Linked DNA regions of Triticum aestivum: region 2 is linked to region 1. A link is a contact called in public Hi-C data. All regions are on one chromosome and are shown on one strand. Each heading gives the region's core, a stretch centred on a gene start, on an enhancer-like site or on the middle of the called end of the contact. The rest is flanking DNA. Distances are from core to core; before and after follow the strand shown. Region 1 holds the start of LOC123160153 (signal recognition particle receptor subunit beta). Region 2 holds the start of LOC123155975 (type II inositol polyphosphate 5-phosphatase 15).

What was found. A called contact is a pair of places that touch in the nucleus more often than the background predicts.
Region 2: a contact with region 1 is called in a Hi-C map of leaf, with 6 times the contacts expected there. The contact joins the promoter of LOC123155975 here to the promoter of LOC123160153 in region 1. A contact is called at or near these places in 3 of 5 Hi-C or Micro-C datasets (leaf and an unstated tissue).

What each region holds. Positions count from the first base shown.
Region 1 is chr7B:215,241,014-215,248,616 of IWGSC CS RefSeq v2.1, forward strand. It overlaps LOC123160153 (signal recognition particle receptor subunit beta), which reads right to left and starts at 2,741. Exons shown (of 6, transcript XM_044577967.1): 1 at 2,440-2,741; 2 at 1,388-1,470. The coding sequence starts at 2,569.
Region 2 is chr7B:215,816,553-215,824,155 of IWGSC CS RefSeq v2.1, forward strand. LOC123155975 (type II inositol polyphosphate 5-phosphatase 15) reads left to right here and starts at 5,040. Exons shown (of 10, transcript XM_044574147.1): 1 at 5,040-6,214; 2 at 7,327-7,579. The coding sequence starts at 5,380.

The sequences.
Region 1 (7,603 bases), core at 1,491-3,990:
GGATCCAGTCTCCTTGGACCCAGCCCTTCGGCAGGCGGGACCTGGACGAGGACCCTCCGCGGCTGGTGGATCTCCCCTTCGCCTTCTCCGACGCCGACGCCTTCTTGGCGCGCTCCAGCGCCGCCGTCTTCTCCTTGGCCATGGTCGCCGGAGAGATGCGCGAAGGGAAGTGGTGCGGGGGCGAGAGCGAGCACGCTGAGCAGGGAAGAAGGAAGCAGAGAGAGAGGGAGAATGCTGGGGCGCAGCACAGAAATCCTCGCCGGGCGCATTTATAAGGTCCCTTCCGAGTGGCTGACATGCGGGCCCGGTCGATCTAATCATATCTGAGAGCAGTTATGCAGGCTGGATACGTGGCGAAAAAGGCGGCGCGGAGATCGAGGCGTCTATGCCCCGTCCCATCCGAACGCCGCGGTCCGCCCCGCTTCGCGCGCGCCCCCAAATTTCGCATCCCGCGGAATCCGCGAGCAACAAATCAGTCTGTCAGACGCGGTGTTTCCGGCGATCCGTCGCTCGGAGATCGTCGAAGCCCGAAAGATCACTCGACGTAAAAACAGAATGGATCGAGTCGACTGAAGGCAAATTGCTCCCTGTCAACGAAGAGATTCTTTGGTCCAGAACAGCGCACAACTAGAGCGCAAAGGTCAATCGGAAACGACATCAACTCCTTCACTCGAAGCCTCAATCCATTCGGGGGCTAATGATGGGGTTATGTACCTAGGGTAGGGTCATGGACCTGTTCCAAGTAACTTACCCCAAGACATCCTTAGAAGAGGTCGCCTTCCAGTCGACCAATGAGGACTCACTCGACTGGCCTGAAGGACTCGACCACGAAGACTCACTCGACCACCAGGAGGTCAAGAGGCACTCTGCACTGCAACGGCCTGTAATCAAGTAGTCTTTATGATAGTAAAGGCACTTTATGTGGGGCGTTACCAGTAACGCCCCAGACTTAACTCACTTTAAACCCTCTCCTACGTGGGCTGGCTGGGGTCCTGGCGCACTCTATATAAGCCACCCCCCTCCACAGGCAGAGGGGTTCGGCACCTTGTAATTCATACATTCATAATCCACTCGACCGCCTCCGGGCTCTGAGACGTAGGGCTGTTACTTCTTCCGAGAAGGGCCTGAACTCGTACATCCTTTGTGCTTACAACCTCTCCATAGCTAGGACCTTGCCTCTCCATACCTACCCCCCACTCTACTGTCAGGCTTAGAACCACGACAAATCCCTAACTAAAACTTGGCAATGAAGAGAGACAGAAACTAGCAAACCTAAATATGCAAGGTCGTTACTCTGGCCACATTCTATGGTTTTGAGTCAATCCACTAGAATGTGAGTAACTGTGATACCCAAGGGGGAGAGAAACTTGCCATAGTAGATAATTACCTGGTAGAAAAGAATAGTTTTACCACTTCCACTTAGCCCGGATAGCACAATGGTGTTTGGTTTCGATGATTTCAGACAAGAAGCTGTTACAAAAATCAGACATATACTGCTCATCAATTGCTGCACATATATAGCGCCAGTGAAATTATAATCACAAAGACAGAAATATTACTAGTACAGCAACACAAAAACAGAAGTATCACTAAGTACGGCAACACAACAATGTATTTCAAATCTTGAGATGCACCATTGCATAAACTAAGGTAATAAGTTCAAATGTTGCACTCTGAAAATAAATTATCTCTAGATTAACACGACACATATTATCATGTTATTATCACTCTGCCAGAAGCATTGATGTTTAAGAACTCATAATTTCCAACATCTTGCAGTATTATGATTTTACAGCCTGCACTTGCAAATGTAAATACAGACAAAATCAACAGAACTACACCACTAACTTGATACACCTTATGACCCACTGCAAAGTATAGTGTAAATCAGTTGATAAATTCAACATCTCTGCTTCCGTTCTGAGTCAACAGTATAAAAAAGAACTAAGGATGTGTACAAATCCAAACTTACCAATGCATCATTCCTGTACAGACAGGATACTACGTCCACTGTAGATTACGTTTTTTACCCAGTATAATTAAACAGGAAACTGCGACCTGGTGCCCCATTCAAGCTAAATTCCACCAACTATGCACCAGCTCTCAGCTTGATCATAGGCATGGGCTCAATTACGACTTAATCATATTTGAACGTAGTGGCATACTGGCATTACACTGCAGCTAACGACACAACTGCTCATCCACAGCTAGTTTGAATCAGTCAGAAACTAGAGGTGCACATGGAACGCACAAATTCAAACAAGCCCAACACCTTCAGGCAAAGCGGACCTGCTCCCGAGACAGCTCTTAAGTTGCCAAATTACCACATCTATCTGCCTAGTTTTTCAGGGACCGCATTCTGCACACGCTCTTGACTACTGCGCGAACAGCCGGTAGCAAGGACACACTGCGAGAAGAAGCTTAGGCTCGGGAAATCACCTGCGAGGAGCACCAGAATTGTGACGGCAATCACGGCGACGGCGACGTAAATCTGCTCCGGGGGCTGCTGGCGGATCCAGCGCTCGGCCTGGCCCGCCCACTCCTCGGCCTGGCGAACCCACTCATCCATCGCCGTGAGCGCCGCGCGGAGGGCGAGAGGAGCGAGCGGCGGTGGCGCCGGGGGCTCTAGCCTCTAGGAGCGGCTGGACGCGGAGAATCACGGGAGGACAGTGGGACAGCGGAGGAGGTGGAGGAGGCGAAGAGGGGGGGGACTCGTCTGGAAGCAGATCACGATGCGATGAGTGGGCGGTGGGCACGAAGGACGCACGGGTTTCTTATTGGGTCGTCACGTGGAGTACCAGCTCGGAAAAGGCAGGCCCAATGGGAGGGAGAAGTCGTCCGGCCCATATTTGATAGGCCGACTCTGCAGCATGCACGTAAGGCAGAAACCACGGAAAACCCTATTTGCCGCTCTCTGCGGCAAAATGTCGGGGTCCCGCACAGGGTTATCGAGCTAGCGGAGTCGGGTGGGCCAGCCTGTTAAGCGTTCCCACTACATCGGTTTTGGGAACCTTCTATGACATTCCCAGCCGGTTTTTTCCGGTTTTGGGAACCTTCTAGAAGGTTCCTGAACCGGTTTTATTTTTTTTCGTTTTCATTTTTTCTTTTTATTTCCCTTTTCCTTTTTTCTCTTTGTTTTTTCTTCTTTTTTTCTTTCTTCTTGCTATTTTATTTTTTGATTTTTTCAGTTTTTAAAAAGTGAAATTTTCAGATTATGTTCATTCTTTTAGAAACTGTTCCTATTTCTAAATTTTTGTTCAGAAATTTCGTAAAAGTTTAGAATTTCGAAAATTGTTTGCTTATTTTCAAAAAGTGTTCGTCTTTTTAAGTTTTGTTCACAAACTAAAATATGTTCGGTTTTAAGAAATATGTTCCCGTTTTCAAAACTTGTTCAAAACATGTTCCATGTTTCAAATATTGCTTGCAAATTCAAAAAGTGTTCGTGTTTTTAAATCAAAATTTTAAATTTTGTTCATGTTACCAAAAATAGTTCAGTTTTTGAAAAAATGTTCTCAAAATTCAAAAAAAAAATCTTATTGTTACAAAAAAGGTTCAAACTTTCGAATTCAGAAAATGTATCAGATTTCAAATTTTTGTTCACATATTCAAAAATTGTTCGCGCTTCCAACTTTGTTTGGAATTTTTTCAAAATTTCTTCTCAAGATTCAAAACATGTTCGTCATTTAAAAAATTGTTTGCTCTTCCAAATTTGTTTGGGATTTTTCAAAATTGTTCTCTGTTTCAAAATTTGTTCTCAAGATTTTCAAAAAATGTTGTTGCTTTAAAAAATTGTTCGCGCTTCCAAATTTGTTTGGAATTTTTTCAAAATTTGTTCTCAAGATTCAAAACATGTTCGTCATTTAAAAAATTGTTCGCTCTTCCAAATTTGTTTGGGATTTTTCAAAATTGTTCTCTGTTTCAAAATTTGTTCTCAAGATTTTCAAAAAATGTTGTTGCTTTAAAAAATTGTTCGCGCTTCCAAATTTGTTCGGAATTTTTTCAAAATTTGTTCTCAAGATTCAAAACATGTTCGTCATTTAAAAAATTGTTCGTTCTTCCAAATTTGTTTGGGATTTTTCAAAATTGTTCTCTGTTTCAAAATTTGTTCTCAAGATTTTCAGAAAATGTTGTTGCTTTAAAACATTGTCCGCGCTTCCAAATTTGTTCTCAAGATTCAAAAATTGTTTGTGCTTTAAAAAACTGTTCACAAATTCCAAATATGTTCATGTTTTCGAAAAATCTGTGGGAAATTCAAAATTTGTTTGTTTTCATAAAATTTGTTCACATATTAAAAAAGTATTCATGTTTCAATATTTGTTCACAAATTCAAAAAAAAATCCGCGTGTTTAATTTTTGTCAATAATTCAAAAAATTGTTCACATATTCCAAAAACTACTGCAGTTTTGAAAAATGTAATTGGCTGAATTAGTTTTTATTTTTCGCCGCGACGATAGTTTATTTAAACTCCCGCTGCTATTCTATCACAGCAGCTAGCCTAGTGCAGTGGCTAGAGCATCACGTGCATCTATTGAAGGTTTTGCGTTCGAATCCACGCTACAGCAAGCTTTTTTGCGCGAATTTTTCATTACTTGACGGAGACAGCGAATGGGCCGGCCCGGTTGCACGACCCCTGTGCGTCGCGCGACCTATTTGCCGCAAAATGCGGCACATAGGAGGTCTCAGAAACCACGGCATAGTTTTTGGTACACCCAGGATCCGATCACCGGACCTTCTTTTGTCTACATGATGAATGCCTGATTTTATGCCAAATTTGTCCTCGCCGTATCTGGAACAATTTTTTTCATGCCAAAATTTGGTCGTCACACATCATTTCTATTCCTTCCGTTCATTTTTATAAGACCTTGAAAACATTTCAGACAATGTGTAAAACAACTTATTTTGTGTTGTCTGAAACGACTTACAAAAGTGAACGGAGGAAGTAATAATTTTGTTCTAGAGATTTTGTGTTGTCTGAAACGACTTACAAAAATGAACGGAGGAAGTAATAATTTTGTTCTAGAGATTGGCAAAAAAAGAAAAGGATTGAACAAAGCAAAGATGGGAGGGAATCTGGCCCAAAAAAAGCAGTACAAAATAATATGTCTTCCAGGTTCGATCTGGTGCCAAAACTTGGTAAGGGGAAACTCGAAGCAGTTGCACAACCGGAACTACTCAGTAGCCGAACACTGGACGACGCTTGATCCAGCGGCCGGCCTCCACTTTGTGCCACACATGCACGGTTTGCAAACATCGGCCGCACACTGTCGTGTGTATAGCAGCACTCTTGCACAACATGGCCGGTTTGGGTGGCAGGAAGCTCATCTGTTGTCTTCGTCCAGTCATTCTTGAGAGCAGTGATCAAGTTTAAGAATGCGCACAGCCCCAAAGATAAGTAGAGGGAGATCTTGTTCTGTTCAGTGCCGCCTCTTCCTCGGCCATTCAAGAAAGGGATTTGCTTCTTCTTACAGGTCCTTGAAGAAAGATAGGAAAGGAATTAGAGCCTTGCCGAAGGCAATGGTCCAGCTTGTGTGGATGGATTTCATTGCGTAGTCTCCAGTTGCTTAGAGCATCTATAGACGGACTTGTAAATCCGATCCCTCAAACACCCGTGGACGCGCTCGGACGTGTCCGCGGACCGTGACCGATCACCCCTCAAAAAACGCATTTCACATTCGGATATCTTAATTAAAAACCTCAAATCCATATTATTACATGCAACCTAAAACCTAATCTAAGCGCAGCTCATCCGGTTCCGCTCCCCGCTCGCCGGGCTCTACCCTGGCCATGTCCGGCGGCCGGCTGCGCTCCTCGAAATGTTGGTCTGGTTGCCGACAAGGTATGGTAGCTCATGGGACACGAGCTGGCTCAGGGGACTCAAAGCCCCGCCGTCTCCCATGCCCTACTCTTCCTCGTCGGAGACCGGAACCCGAACGGTGCTGGCGGACGTCAGATCGATGACGGATCCGTCCGCGAACGAGCCGCCGAAGTCCAACACGATGCGGTTGTCGTGCCCGGATTGATGCGCCATACGGGGCGTCGGAGAATGCGACTCCGCCTTGCTGACGTCCGCCACCGCGAGGGCCGCTGCCGCCGCCTCCCGCGTCCGGTGCCTTCCACAGCAGGCACGCCGTGCCATGGCCTCGTGAGACGATGGTGTGTCCTGAATATCGGCGCGCCACCGGAGCGGCTGCGTGTCCGCCAGCGCGTTCGGATGCCAGACGGACCGCACGGCCATCGACAAGGCAACTAAGGCCGGCATCACAGGGTCCATGCGCCATTTGGGCGGACGCAATGGTTTCCGGCGGATGGAGTCCGAGCGCAGCCGTGCACGGGCGTCCTCCCGGGTGCGGCGGAGCGCAAGCCGGACGGCCATCTCCTCCTCGGGGGCGCATGGGACGAGCTCGGGGTCGACGGATCTGGAGGTGAGGACTCGGATCCGCTGCCCGCCATGCCGGAGACGACCGGAAGGAGCCGGATACGATCTTGGGTGGCGGAGGAGAGCGGAGGGGAGGGGAATGAAGTGGCTAGGGTTTGGTCCGGCGAGCGGGTGGGAAGGATTTTATGTGGGGTCGAGTGGACCAGCGTGGTCGGGTCCGACATGGCGGGCGTGCCCGGGCGCCCCCATATCCCCCATATTTGGGCTGGATATGGGGGGTGCCGTTAGTCCGAGCGTTTGAGGGCGGTTTGAGGGGCCCGTCTGAGTCAAAAAATCATGACCGAATAATGCCCGGGCGGTCTGCCCGGGCGTATGTGGCGGATTTTGAGGCACCCCGCTTAGATGCTCTTATAGTATTACTCCTTCCAATCCATAATGTAGTGCATATAAATTTTTTGAAAGACAAACTTTGCCAACTTTAACCAAGTGTATAGAGAAAATTGTATACATCTACAATACCAAATATGTACATTCTAAAAATAACTCATAATGTATCCAATGATATGCATTTGGTATTCTACATGTATCTACTTTTCTCTATAAACATGGTCAAAGTTTGTAATGTTTGATTTTTGTAAAAGTTTAGGACGCCGATAACGCCCACACGTGCGGGCGTTAAGGGGTCTGCTCACACATTTTCTGTGGTGTTTTAGAGGATCAGCCCACACGCCTACGTGTGGGCAAAACAAGTAATGCCCACACGCCTCTCTTTTTTCCTCGCGATCCCTCTCAGATGCCTACGTGTGGGCAAAATAGATAACGCCCACACGCCCGTACGTCAGGCCTCCTACCTTATGATCCCGCACGCCGCGTGACAGTCACCACGCATCCCTGCAGTTTCCATGGTATGGATCCTCTTTCATGTTCATTTAACTGCAGTTGCCATGTCGCTGAACTACAGTTGTCATGTCGGATAACTACAGTTGCCATGGTTGCTCAACTGCAGTTGCCATGTATGGTCTGGTCTACTGCAGTTGTCATGATTTCAAAATTTTAAGAGTTGTCACCTACTAACACTAGGCAGTTGCCATGTAACACTACAAAAAAGGCATGGCAAAAAAACATGTTCGAGTAAAAAAGAGAGTTGCCATGTGCTCACAAGCACGCTAGGGCAATTGCCATGTAAAAAAAAGAGTTGCCATCTCATTATGTGCACGCTAGGGCAGT
Region 2 (7,603 bases), core at 3,790-6,289, 580 kb after region 1:
AAAGAAAGAGGGTGCAAGGTGACAGTGTATGTGTTGATTCCACCCCAACCTTTCCAAAGCGGACCCCCTCTTAATAGTACAGTGATCCTACGACTCAAGTCCACCAAAAATGAAACGCAATAAAAATACCGTCTTCATAAATATCAAGAGGGGTTCAAATCATCTTTGTGCCATATGATGGATTACCTAAAATGCTCAATGCACACGATTAGTCCGCAAAAGCATTGTCATCAATCACCAAAACCACTAAGGGAGAAATATGCCCTAACTGCTATATTAAAGCACATAAATTATCCATAATGACCTAGTATGGTATGGTATGAACTAGTACTGCTATCTATGATTATGTGCTATGGCGTGGTAAGTAGTTGCATTTGTTTTGATGACTATGTTACTCTCAGCTAGGAATGTTGCAGTGCAATGCTTTGATGCTTCTTTGTGTCTCCATGTGGATACATTGTTGCTATGTACCACTTACTATAAATAGCATGCTGTATTCTTTAGGTTCAGTTAACTGACTTTGCTAACTAGAAGTTCAGCAAAATTTAGTACACTAACTTAGTTAAGTGAAATAGTTAACTACAAGTTCAACAACAAGTTAACTGAATACAAATTCAGTTAAATGCATCCAAATTCAGTTAGCTTAAACTGACATAACAAATCCATGAACTAAGTGTGTTTACTTCAGTTAAATGACTAACACTTGGAACATTGAGTTAACTGAACACAAATTCAGTTATCTGTAAAGAAACTCAGTTAATTGAATACAAATTCAGTTAACTGTATACAGATTTAGTTAACTGCATATAGATTCAGTTAATTGTATACATATTTAGTTGACTTCATATAGATTCAGTTAACTGTATACATATCCAGTTAACTGCATACAAATTCAGCTAACTGAGAACAATGATAAAAAATCAGACAATTCAGTCAACTTCCATTAAAAATACTAATCCACTAACTTAAACAAGTACACCGACCCAAACAACTTCAATGGGTGACTCAAATTTAAACAAGCCCACTGATACAACTTCATTACATAAGTACACCAAATTAAGAGTAACAAATGTGGGCAGCATTACAACAGCAATGGATCACTCAATTTCATCAAGCACCGCCCAAGTTGGCCCCCATGAAGCTCCGCCACTGATCGGGTGGATAGTTGTAAATGGCAGTAAGATTAACCATGTCACGTAAATAAAGTTTTTTCATTGAGGTTTAATAAAAAAATGAAATAAATATAAAAGCTCAAAGCTCCATAAAACACAAACATATTGAAAATTTCGGGGAAGTTAGAGACACACATGAAAACAGATACAAGAATCACAAGGATAATTAGAAATATGAAACATTTACAAAAGTAGTAGAAAACTAATCAAGAGTAATTCAAAAATGCTAAGAACATGGTAAAATAAGAAAAGAAAAACTAAAACAAAGATCATTTTATCGATTTATATGATGTTCAAAAATATTCCACACTGTTATCAACTTTCAAGAGTCCAAATATATTTTAAAAAAATACCCAGATAATAATGCTTTCCCTAAAAAATAAGTTTGTCTTTTGTTCCCTTTCTTTTTTTTCAACTTTTTTGCACACTTCGTCACGACTGTGGGAAATGACTAACATGTCATAAATTTTGCTACTCTTTGTAGGGGCAAGAGACCATATTAGGACAGTTTTAACGCCGTTAGAGATCGAGACTACCTATCACTGAAGTTGAGGGGCCCAAACTATACTCACGAACTGTTTGAAGGATCAAAAGTGTGATTTTTCAAACATATAACCTTTCCTATGCAATCTTACATAAATCAACATGCATGATAATAAATACATAGAGACTATTCTAAGTAAAGTTCTAACACGAGAGAATTTAGAGTTTGGAAGCCTCAATTGATGACTAGTGCCCTGCAAAAAAAACTAATGACTAGTGAAAGAAAAATATTCTAAAAGAGGACTCGTGAACAATTCTTAAACCCTCTTCATTTGGACCTCAATCCAAGGATATGATTAGAGCATGGTGTCCCCACACTAACATCACATCAAAATTTCCTTATCCAATCTTCTTTCTAGCAGTAGAACGAGGAATGTCACCACACACCACCATCTCTTTCCTGCTACTCATCAATTGTTGTAGCCACCGGTAGTATCAGGCTTAAGCCGAGGACATCATCATACCTTGACCAAACATTTGCCCCTCGTCACCATTGTAGGCACCTCCCACCTCTCTACCTTCTCGTCCTCCTCACATCACTCATCTCCTCCCAGTTGACAGAGGCCGAAAGCTAGAGGTCAGTTCTTAAGACTAGTAACCGAACATTTCTTACTAGATTTTACCTTCACACAAACATTGTTTTCATCTTTGATTATGGTTTTTGTTTTCATCTTGCTTTTCCTAATTAGTTGGGAATTTTTTCCATGGCCAATGAACATGCAAAACTTTACATCAAATTTAAAAAATTGTGATTTTAGTTTCCGTGCAATAAATATTTTGTTTAAGTAAATAAGAGCATTATCAAGTTCAAAAGGAAAAAATGGAGCATTATTAACATACGTAGTACTAGTGAATATTGCTAAGCAAATTGTTGTCATCAATTACATACTGAAACAATGTGTCAATCCCCTAAAAACTTGATGGGCAAGCGTGCGGTAAAAGGAGAGCTCCAAGAGGCTTGTAGGATCCCCATACGCCTCACGGGTTTAGGCGACTAGGCCCTCAAGGGTCATGTCAAGGTCATGTCGCTTTATATTGGTCCAAAGATCATCCCCGTATTTTTGTTTCTTATTTTCTTTCCATAAGTCCAAAATGCATGACCCCGCAAAAAAAGTCCAAAATGCATGTTTGCCTTGAGGAAATAACGGCTAAAAACAGAAACCGATATTGAACGTTTTTATTGATATGATAGTCCAAATAAATAAAAAATTTGCATTAAAAATCATAAGATAGAGACATTTAAACTTCAAAAATTACCGATACGTCAAGGACATATCACCTATCACCACAACTACCATCCCCCCTCCTATAATTAATCAATCTGTTGTAGCCACGACAGCATCAAGCTCAATCCTAGGCATTGTCATGCCTTGATCAAGCATTTGCGCATGTAGCGATTGTATTAACCCCTCGTCGCCATTGTGGGCAACCTCTTTCTCTTCCTCCTCTTCTCTTCATTCTCCTCCCACCGCTCATCTCCTCCCAGTTGATAGAGGCCAAAAGTGAGCGCTCAACCCTTAAGACTAGTAGCCAAACATTTCTTACTATATTTTGCCTTCACACAAACTCTGTTTTCAGGTTTGAATATAAATGTTGTTCTTGTCTTGTTTTTCCTAATTAGTCGAGCACTTCATAATCTTTTGTGTCAAATTTTTTAAATGTGATTTTAATTTTGTGTGCAATAAATGTTTTGTTTAAGCAAATGAGAGCATTATCAAGTTCAAAAGGAAAAATGGAGCATTATCAGCAGATGGAGTAATGAATCTCTAGTACTTAAAAAGAACGTAAGGTTCCATATTTCATTTTCTCCCCATCACCCCTTTGAATAACAATCAGTCCCTTATCTTTGAAAACCCAATAAAGCAGACTAATTACGTCGCATACCTATTTTGCGAGTTTAATAAATGATAAAATATGCTTTATAAAACCAAAACATAATTTTATTTATCTATTTATTTTGCATCAAGATTTGTCTAGTATGATCGTCTTGTTATTTCTATGTGTCGCCGTACTGCAAACTCTATTGCGCATGAACTAACCAAATTAGGTCGTCTTTGTTTACCGAAAGAATGTATTGAGTGGAACTCTATCATGCCGGCTCAAGTGGTTGTTTGTGTCTCGGGTGATTTACCCGAGCACCATTAGTTATAAAGCTTAGGTTTACCCTAAAAAAAGTATTTGCCCCCGGGTAATACACATGCACATGCTTAGTATAGCTAAATAAATGGTTGTCATCAGTTTCATAAACTGAAACAATTTATGAATCCCCTAAAACTTGATGGACAAGCTTGTCATTAAAGGAGAGCATCATGGAGCTTCTAGAATGCTAAGACACATGACCCATACGCCTCAAGGGGTTTATGCGCCTGCCCCCCTAAACCAAGTCTAGGTCATGTGGCTTTATATTGGGTTAAAAAATCACCCTCGTATTTTTTCTAAAAAAATCCACAATTCCAAAATATATGTTTGCCTCGAGAAATAAACGCTAAAATCATAAACGAACATTGAATGTTTTTATATATACATCAGTATAAATAAATATAAAATTCTCATAAAGTTATCAGATGGTGACATTTAAACTTAAGTTATGGGTGCTTTAAGCATGTATCGCTTATCACCATAGCCACCATCTCCTCCTCCTGGAACTCATCAATCTGTTGTAGCCACCAACAGCATCAAGCTCAAGCCTAGGCAACGTTATGCCTCGATCAAGCATTTGTCCATGTCGGATTTGAATTAACCCCATGTCGCCCTCCGCCCACCAGCCATCTCCTCTGAATCGACTGCGGCGGAAAGTGGGCGCTCAATCCTTTAAGACTAATAACCGAACATTTTCGGCTAGATTTTTTTCGAGGAAAGTGTGTGTTTTATTCCTCGGTAATAGAATTACAGTCTGCTAATGCATCTTCAACTACACTCTCAGATACATGGCGCAACCAACAAGCGGTGCTACCACCAAAACGACCAATATTAGCAAGACTATGAGCAACTCTATTTTGATGACACTCGATTCACGGAGATGATTATAGTTTTGTTTTAGTCTTGCTTTTCCTAATTAGCCAGGCATTCAATTTTATAAAAAGCTGTGATTTTAGTTTTTCGTGCAATAAACGTTTTCTTTGAGCAAACATGAGCATTATCAGGTCGAAAAGGAAAAATAAAGCATTATCTGCAGGCCGGGGAGCGAATATATAGCTACAGTAAACGAATGGCTATCATGAGTTGCACACCAAAACAATTTGTCAATCCCCTGCAAGAATTCTCCTTTCCCAATACAGTTGACCCTGATCCATTTGGGAAAGCCGTAGCTTTCAGGGCAGCGATCCCGGGCAGCACCAACCTCCCTCTTCGGGCCGCTTCCAACATCACGGCGAGGAGCTTCCCCACGCCCCCCACTTTCCCACTGCCACGGCCGGTGCCTCCCCATGGACCCCCCGTGGTCCCGGTCCACGAGGCATCCACCCATATAACCAGAAACAAACAGCCTTCCCGCACACTGTCACACCAGCTCCGGAGTTCCCTTGCCTCCACGGCGCGGCGCGGCCTCCCCCTTCCGCCCCTGTCTCCGTCGCCTCTCCTCTCCCGCCGTCTCCGCCTTACGGGCGCGTACGAGCTCGAATCGCCGCCGGACGGACCAGGAGCGCTCGCGCGCGGACGCGAGGTCATGGAGCCCGACGACGAGCGGGGGCGGGCGCCGCAGCGCAAGGGGATATCCTACAGCCAGCCGCTCGCGCGGGACGCGGTGGCGCAGGCGGCGTACGCGCGCCACGCCGCGCTCAGCTCGCACAGCCTTGACGACGACCCCATCGCCTCCGCCTCGGCGCACCGCCACGACCCCGCGCGCAGCGTGTCGTGTCCCCACCAGCTCCCGCCTCACCACCACCACAGCCGCGGCGGCGAGTCCATGTACTTACACGCCGCCTCCTTCGGCGGCGGCGGCGCGGTGACGCTGGAGCGGGCCGTGGCGACGTCGGAGCACGGGGGCAGGGGTGCGCTGCCGGAGTTCGTTGGCGCGGGCGGGGGCGAGGGCATCTTCCGCGTGCCGCTGCGCGCGGCCATGCACCCTGGCCGCCCGCCGGCGCTCGAGGTGCGGCCCCATCCGCCGCGGGAGACGCAGGTGTGCTCCTTCCTGCGGACGCTCGCGTGCGAGCCGCAGCTTCGCCAGCTGTGGGCGGGGGCCGAGTCCGGGGTTCGGGTGTGGGGCCTCGACGAGCTGTTCGCCGGGAGCGTCGTGGGGGCGCGCCGGGGAGACGAGGAGACCGCGCCGTTCACGGAATCCGTGCCCGCGCCGCCAGCGCTCTGCGTCGCGGTGGACAGCGCGAACAAGCTCGTGTGGACGGGCCACAAGGATGGGAGGATCCGGTCGTGGCGCATGGACCTCGCCACGGCGCCGGCAGGTGCAGCAGATGGTGGCGAGAATGCGCCCATGTTCAAGGAGGCCCTGTCGTGGCAGGCGCACAGCCGCACCCCGGTGCTCTCCATGGTTGTCACATCATACGGTGAGAAGCTCGCTTCCTTGATCACCCAATTTTGGTTTTCATTGACTGCTTCGAGCAAAAGCAAATTGTATACTGGATATGAGCTATGAGCATAATCCGGCAATGGCACTCTGCTGAAAGGCGTGATGATAACTGGAAATGTTCAATTTAGCCGATTTTAAGTCATCGCGAAATGCTAAGATTACCTAATTTTACATCATTGGCAAGTGCTAACTTGGCAATGGCGCTTCTGCCACATTTACACCTTTTTTTACTTTAGGTTGGAGTTTTGGACGGTAGAGTTAGCCTTTCTAAAGAATAAAATTAGCTTTTCCCCATACTGACGGACATCCTGGTTCTAATTTTTTTTCTCATAATTATGTAGCAAACATGTCCAACCACGTTGATATTAATCATCAATCAGGTTATTTACAGAAAAATAAGGCAAGCTTGGTATCACAGCCTGGTTAAGGCGCACCTAGTGCCTCGCTCTTGCTTCAACCTGAGAAAACCAGTGTAATAACAGTGAATAGATAACAGAATTAAGCTGACGAAAGTAAGCCCTTATTACAACTGAAAGCGACAAATTTCACCCAGTCAGTCACTCATTTACCCTCCAGTTCCTCTTCCATCTTCTGTAAAGAACTAGCTTGTGAATGTTCAGCTCTCTCCTAGATAACTGATTCCAATAAGCTAAATCAGTATTCGTTAACTGTAGATTCTTATGTCCATATGTCTTCTGATTTTTGTTGTGCGGGATATGACTCTTGATTGACTACTCTGAAACCTATATATATAGGGAATATTTTAGTATTATTAGTTCATTTGTGCAGTTTATTTCACATCAAAACTAAATTATCAGTTTTCCTTTCTGGCCTCTTCCGACTTGAATCAAGCATTGTCGAGGCATTGATATCTACTCCCTCCGTAAAGAAATATAAGAGTGTTTAGATCACTACTTTAGTGCTCTTATATTTGTTTACAGAGGGAGTAAATCACTAGTCTGCGTTACAAGTTTTGGCATTCATGCACCTCTCTTGTTGCAGATAAGAGGTTATAATCTAAATTTGAACTAAAATGGAGTGAAAATTTATCCCAAATTGATATGTTTCATTTCAATCTCTTGGAAACAGGTGAAATATGGTCAGGCACCGAAGCAGGTGTTATAAAGGCATGGCCCTGGGATGTCATTGCTAAGTCCCTCTCACTAACACCAGAAGAAAAATATATGGCTTCTTGTCTGGTCGAAAATGCGTATATTGACCTTAGGAACTATGTCACAGTTGGTAACATGTTCTCTTTGCCCACTACTGATGTGAAACACATGCTTGCGGACCATTGTCGAGCGAAAGTTTGGAGTCTAACTAGCATGACGTTTGCTCTTTGGTACGATTCTAAATATAAATGCCA